2 separate regions of the Ovis aries genome follow, and region 1 is linked to region 2. The links are chromatin contacts, called in public Hi-C maps. All regions are on one chromosome and are shown on one strand. Each heading gives the region's core, a stretch centred on a gene start, on an enhancer-like site or on the middle of the called end of the contact. The rest is flanking DNA. Distances are from core to core; before and after follow the strand shown. Region 1 holds the start of CBX8 (chromobox 8). Region 2 overlaps TBC1D16 (TBC1 domain family member 16).

Evidence for each region. A called contact is a pair of places that touch in the nucleus more often than the background predicts.
Region 1: a contact with region 2 is called in a Hi-C map of muscle, with 5 times the contacts expected there. The contact joins the promoter of CBX8 here to the enhancer-like site in region 2. A contact is called at or near these places in 10 of 16 Hi-C or Micro-C datasets (blood, hypothalamus, liver and 5 more).

The regions. Positions count from the first base shown.
Region 1 is chr11:52,089,523-52,092,946 of ARS-UI_Ramb_v3.0, reverse strand. CBX8 (chromobox 8) reads right to left here and starts at 1,482. Exons shown (of 5, transcript XM_027974233.3): 1 at 1,328-1,482; 2 at 913-956; 3 at 662-727; 4 at 466-532; 5 at 1-32. The coding sequence starts at 1,396.
Region 2 is chr11:51,928,088-51,931,325 of ARS-UI_Ramb_v3.0, reverse strand. All of the region lies in intron 3 of TBC1D16 (TBC1 domain family member 16), which reads right to left. Among named protein-coding and RNA genes, the nearest start is that of TBC1D16, 38 kb to the right of the region's middle. Within about 2 kb of position 1,800, at least 8 of the 54 cell types and tissues checked have an H3K27ac peak or open chromatin away from gene starts, as enhancers often do. A contact at or near this core is called in muscle, where this site is marked.

The DNA of each region.
Region 1 (3,424 bases), core at 233-2,732, 160 kb before region 2:
TCGTATGTTTTGGCCTTTGCCTTGGCCTGGGCCTTCAGGAAGAGAGGGCAGTGTCAAGAACCCAGCAGGGCCCTTGCCCCGCCTCCACCTCCTCCCCCCCCCCCCCCACCCTCTTTCAGCCCCAGCCTCCCAGCTTCACCCTCTGATGCCTTGGAATTTCCATTTGGGTAGGGGTGAAGCATAGGAGTAGCAGTTTGTCTGGAAACAAAGGGGTAGAAGATTTGTCTAGAAGCAGTCATTATGTCTATTTGAGATGGTTGAGGGGGTTGGATAAAGGAATTCTAGTTTGGCTAAGCCCCTCCCCTCAGATACCCTTAGCGGTGAAGTGACTTGGTGACAGCCTGTCTAGGGACTCCCTCCTAGATTACAAACAGCACACCCCATTGGTTCATAACCCCTCATGGCCTGCTTCCCACAAACTGACACAAGAACACTACTGCCCATCACTGGACACTATCACCCTACCTTGAGCAGGAAAGTTTTGGGTTTGGGTCCTCGTTTTTTGGGGCCATACAGCTCCATCTCTCGCTCCCTGCAGAAAGGAAGGAGGGGGAGAAAGGGGTGCGTGAGTGAAGAAACCAAGTGTGCCTCCAGTTGAGGCTAGACAGGAGCCACCCTTCGTGTTTCTAAGTGAGAAGCTGAAGCCTGGAATGGCCTGTACCTTTCCTCAAAGGCTGCGAGCAGGCGAGCATCCAGGATGTTTTCTTCAGGTTCCCATGTGCTGTACCTAAAGGAAATCAGGAAGAAGTGGGCGTCAGTCCAGGGAGCAGAGAAAGAACCGCGGGTGTGCATGTGTATGTCTGTAACTTTTCTTGTTGCATTGTATTGTATTCCAATGTAAAGGGAAAAAGAGGAAGAAAGAAAGCTCCGGAATAACTGTCTGGGGTTGAGAATTGCACAGAACCTACTTACTTCTGCGACCAGCCCTTCCATTTCACGAGGTATTCCATGCGTCCCTGAAGATGCAAAAAGGAAATTGTGTGTGCAAGAGGAAAAATGCATGACGGGGACACGAGAAATACATGCACAAAATGCATGGACCGAATGAATGCGCTAAATCCCACCGCGAAAAGGCACGCGCCCGCTGCATCACCCCCTGCACGAAACGCTGCACATAGTGCATGCACCGGCATTCATTCCCCCCACCCCGCCCCCCACCCATGCAATCTGTGCATCGCTGCAAGTCTAAGGAAAGCGCTTGGGCTCAGAGCCGCCGCCACGGCCGCGGCCGCTGCTGGGACCTGGGGGAAGGGAAGCTGGGTTGCAGCAGGGGGAGGGAACCCGGGCCGGGAGGGGAGGGCTCGGCCCAAGGCCCGGGGGCACCTACTTTCCGGATGCGCCGCTTCAGGAGGGCTTCGGCCGCGAACACCCGCTCCCCCACCGCTGAAAGCTCCATGTTGACTCGGCGCTTCCCCCCTTGGCCGCTTCCAGGAGCAGAAAAGCAGCAGCCAGCGCACGACAGACCATAATACTCTCCCGCTGACGTCAGTTCTCCTCCCCCTCCCGCGCGCTCGCTCCCTCCCCGCCCCCTCCCTCGCGCAGCTCCCTCCTCCCCGCTCGCCCCGCGCTTCCTCCCGCCCCACGTGTTGCTAACGACGTTGCTAAAGCCAAGCGGCCAGAGCCAGCTCTCCCGCGCTCTGATTGGGCGAACTCCGGGCCACGCCCCTCTCGCTTTCTCCCCCGCGTTGCTACGTGACCCGCGTTCCAATCGCCAGGGGGCGGAGTCCGAGGCGACTCCGGAGACTAAGCGCGAGGGGGGGGTGGGGCCGCCGCCGGAAGTGGCGTAGCGTGGAGGCGGGCTCGGCCGCTGTCAGTCTGTCGGGCTGGCAGGGGGGCCGTCCACCCTCGGTCCCCACCGGGGCCCCCTCCCCCGCCGCCAAGATGTCCCCCCGGTGCTCAGCGTCCCCCACAGCTCTCGCTGGGACCCTGGCGGCGGTGTCAGCCAGGCCCCGCCCCCTTGGCGACCCCCAGCCCGCCCCACCCCCACCGCCAGGACTCGCGTCGTTCCCTCCCCCCGCCGCCGTCCGCGCCGCACAATGCACAATGCACAGGTGCTGGGGCGCCGCGGGCCGCGCCCGAACCCCCTAGTGCCGGCGACGCGCCCCTCGTCAGCGTTCCCACCCGGCCCCCTCCCCCCGGGTTGCACACCCGACCCTCGGTCTCCATGGCAACAGCCTCCCCCCGCTGCCGCCAGCCCCATCCCGCTAACAAATCAATGTGCCTGTGTCTCCTTCTCCGGTCGCGCAACCCTGCCCTCGGCCACCCTCCGGGCCCTGCGAGGCGCGCTGGGCTCGAGCGCTCGCCCCCAGCTTGAAGGCCGAATGCAGACCCAGTGGGGGCCCGCCGTTGCCGCCCGAGTCTTCGCGCACCCCAGGATCCCGTGGGGGAGTTCGCGCGCCTTCTTCCTGCCCCCTCCCCGACCCGTCCCGGACACCCGCAGCCACCTGCCCCTGCCGCCAGCCCGCGTTGCTGTTCCACGCCAGGCCCTTGCCCCAAGTGTCGCTAGCCCCAATCCAGCCGCTCCTTGCCCCAGGCCGGGGTGTGTTGGGGAGGGCATGGACGACCACCAAGGCAGAGTCTGGAGCTTGGCTGGGGTTGGGGAGCGCGACTGGGGAAGCTCCCTGCTTTACCCGTACCCGGGCAACCCGCTGGGCCTGTGCCCCACTCTTCCTGTTGGCAGCTCATCCCAATGCGCGTGACAGACACTGCGAGAAAACCCGGGGAGCCTCACAGTGTCCACTGAAGGTTGACGAAGAGGGGCGAAGGTGGCGGGGTCCAGGAAAGGGGGCGAGGACCGGGTCCCGCGTGCCTTGCGTTTGCACACACGCAAACTGCATGCTCCTGCTCAGCTCGCGGTGACCCGTGGCTGGGACGGCAGCGACAGAGACAGAAGCCCAGTCTGGGCCCAGCAATCCCCGACCCTTTTCGCTTACCGCCCAAGCTGCAAGTAACAGCACCCACTCCTCGGAACCCAAGATTTAGTTAAAACATCGGTGATAAACTTGACTGGAAGCAGTTTCCCTTGGCGAGGGATGTGGTGGAAGAAAGAGAGAAAAAAAAGAACAAGAGAGAGGAGGAAAGGCGAGCCAAGGAGTCTGACTGGAAAGGGCAGGAAGCCCAGAGCGGAAAACCGGCCTCCTGTCCAAAGTTAGGTGCGCGACGGGTGCGGCGCGGTCCTGGGTGCGCGGGACCGGAGAGATTCCCGCCCCAACTCCTACCCTCCCACTCCCGCACTCCCAGCCCCCACCCTTGGAAACGGGGCGGGGGTCCAGATTTTGGCCTTGCTCAAACTTTACAAGGTGAGCTCTGGGTGAACAATCTCATCTCTCTGGCCGTTCGGTCTTAACGAACAGCGAGTTGGCGATGCCTAGATAGCCCTGGCGACCCGCGCGAGCTGCCCGCGAGAGGCCGCCGACGGCCGGGT
Region 2 (3,238 bases), core at 551-3,050:
CCAGGCTCCTCTGTCCATGGAATTTTCCAGGCAAGAATACTGGAGTGGATAGCCATTTCCTTCTCCAGGGGATCTTCCCAATCCAGGGATTGAACGCAAGTCTCCTGAATTGCAGGCAGATTCTTTACTGTCTGAGCTACCAGGGAAGCCCAAGAGGAGGGGTATAAACACTGGCCCTGGCCAATCTCACCACAGGTTACTGGCAGAGATTCCTGGGGGCAGGCAGGGGGACCCTCATGGCTGGCATGCCCAGTTAGTCCCTCCCTGAGGCCCCCTCCTGGATTCCCAGTGTCAATTCCCATCCTCTGGGATGGGGGGTATGGGCCAGGGACTCAGGGTCCTGTTTAGGTACCCTCCCTTCAGTGCCAGGCACTCAGAAGGGTGTGTTCATTTTCCCAGTTCCCAGAAGACAACAGGGAGAGTCTAGCTTTCTAAGTTCTGGAAAAGGCTGGGGCAGCAGTATCTCCTGATCTGACAAGCCTCCCAGAGCTTCCTCCAATTTTCCCCGCCCACCGGAGTCTCTGAAGAACCTGCTTTCAGGGCCTAAAACTGGATTTGATTTTCAACCGCCTTAGATCTGGGTTGAACAAGCTGTGTTGAGAGCAGGCGTAGGTCCCTGTTACAGGGAAGTGTGTGTGGTGATCAGTCTCAGGCCCTGTTCACCAGGAGGAGACCCCTGGCCTTGGTGCCACGGCTAGCTTTGCCGGCCCTTCCTTCCAAACCAGACAGAGGTGCACGGTTGCTGCACCAGAGCTGGTGCAGAGGTGCCCGCAGCCAGCAGTCCCGGGCCACAGCAGCGTGACTGGAGTTCCAGACCAATGTTGGGGTGAGGAACAATCGACACAGCCTTATGGCTAATCTGAAAAAGTTGGTTCTTAAAAGTCATGGAAGATGTGTGTAAATAACTCTTTGAGTCCCTGCTTTCAATTCCTTGGGGTACCACTCCTTTATATCTAACACATCTGTATTAACTAAATATTGTTTATATAAAAACCATTAACTTTTTTTTTTAAAGAGAGAGTATCCAACAAAGTAAATCCCAAACAAGGCCACCCTTGAGACTCAGCTGGGCTGTGGCAGGGGTCAGCATGTCCACAGGGGCAGTGAGAAGGACAGAAAGCAGTCTGCATCCCGGGATGACCGCTGCCTGGCATCCCAGGTCTAATGTTGGCCGTGTGTCTCTGATCTGGGGCCAGAGGCCAAGTCTGTCTAACCATCTGGTCTCTGGGGGGGCAGTGGATGGCACAAGGCTGAGGGTGGTGTGGGGCACCATGCTGGCAACTCTCCACCTATCAGACCCCCAAGAGAGGAAGTGGAAAGTCGGCAGGGAGATGGAGGCTGGCTGAAAATAGGGATGGGACCCAGGAAAGGCATGTCTGGCGGCCCCACAGTCAAGGGAGTCTGGCTTGGGCCTGAGCTTGTGTCCCCCTCCTCAGCAGCACATATCCAGGCAGCCCCTCGGGAACAGGCAGTGAGATGGGAGGGGGAACAGGTGAGCAACAAAGGGCAGATGGAACTTCCTCTCTGGGTGGGAGGCGAGGCAGGCTCAGCGGGCAGGGCACACCCCTGGCTGATCTGGGGGAAGCCTGCCATCTGCTGGGCACACACAGAGCCCTCCACAGCTGAAGTGCCACCTCCAGGAAAATGGAGTTTCAAGGGAGGGTGTATGCCAGCCTCGTGTTCCATAGGGAAGAAGCAGGGCCATGATGCCCATCAGATTTGATGCTGGGGCCGGGGGAAACTGGCCACCGCTCCCAGAGAGCTGGGCCCCGGTGGACTTCGGCACCCCACATCCACGCCCGCCACAGGAGCAGGCTCCTCTGCACGTCAGCCCCGTGGACGCGACAAAGACGGCTCTCTACAGCCCCTCGTGCTCTGCGGGGACACACAATGAGTCCTTTCACCCCAGGTGGGTCTGGTGGAGCGTGGCCACCTCCCTAGGGGGTGCCTGGCCGGGCGGCTGGCCCTACTACTTCACTGCTCGCGGTTTGGAAGCTCAAGGCACTGTCACTTTCAATTACCATCAGGGAAACTTCGGAGACTTGACATCCGTGTTGGTCACATTGGTCTTACCCCGGACATGAAAGCCTATGAGCCCGTGCCTGGTCAGGCTCTCCCAGAAAGGAGAACCGTGACCCAGTTTAAGTTTTGGCCGTTGTGCCCATGAGCACGCGGAGCGCAGGGGAGCGTGCAGAGAGCCCGCTGTCACTCGACACCCTTCCCAGCAGCCCGGCAGCCCGCCAGGCTCGGAGAGAGACTGTAGCTACCAAAAATAATCCTCCCAGTGTTTAAATATTTACAGAAGCAAGACAGATCCTGATGTCTTACCATCTACAGGGTCCGGCCCTAACTGCCAGCCCTGGGGCTCCAGGGAGAGACCACATCTATGCCCCTTTGCTGGGTCCCAGGTCTCCTTCCCTCCCTCTCCTTTCCAGACGTGTGCGGGTCTCCCTTTCTGTGACCCATGAGACAGCCACCCTCCCTCCTTTCAGAACATTTCCACTTCTGGCTTCTTAGCCCCTTGCTACCCCGACCCTGGCAAGCACCTTTGTTGTCCCCAAAGCCTCTCAGGAAAGCCCCTTCCCAACTTTAGAGGATTTGCGCCCCATCTTGGAAACCATCAAATAAAATGTAACAGAAGAAGCATGTGGCCATCTAAACCTGAAGGCTCGTCTCGACATCTCCTCCTGGGGACCTCCAGGGCACTTAGGAGCCACTCGCCTGTGATGGTCTGGTGGGCAAGGGCGGTCACTGTTTGGGGTAAAAGGTGAGGCAATGAGGATGGAGACATGTGAGGGCACAGAGCTGGGCAGAGCTGGGAGGGGGCCCAGGGCTCAGCTCCAGGGTGGCCACACTTAGGGACCATCTGTGTCACTGCCTGCCGCCCAGGAAGGTCAGGAATTTACTCGAGGCCACCTGCTGGCACCAGGGTTCAGGCTGCTTCCACTCGCCCATGACTTTCAAAGGGCAAGCGTTTCTGCGATGACCAGTGTGGCTTGGCTTCGGCTGTTAGATTGTCAGGGAAACTACACTCTCAGGTTCCCAAAACAGATTTCCGAAGCAAGGAAGCACATTCTGGATATGGTGGAGGGGCCACCAGGAGCCCTTTCTCCCCAGCATACCACAGGCATTTAGGGAACACTGGTTGAATTGAACAGAAAATCCAAGTAAAAATGCTTTGTTTACTTTGCTGGGAATGAACATTAAGGCAAACAGCAGAGGATACAGGAACGTTCCC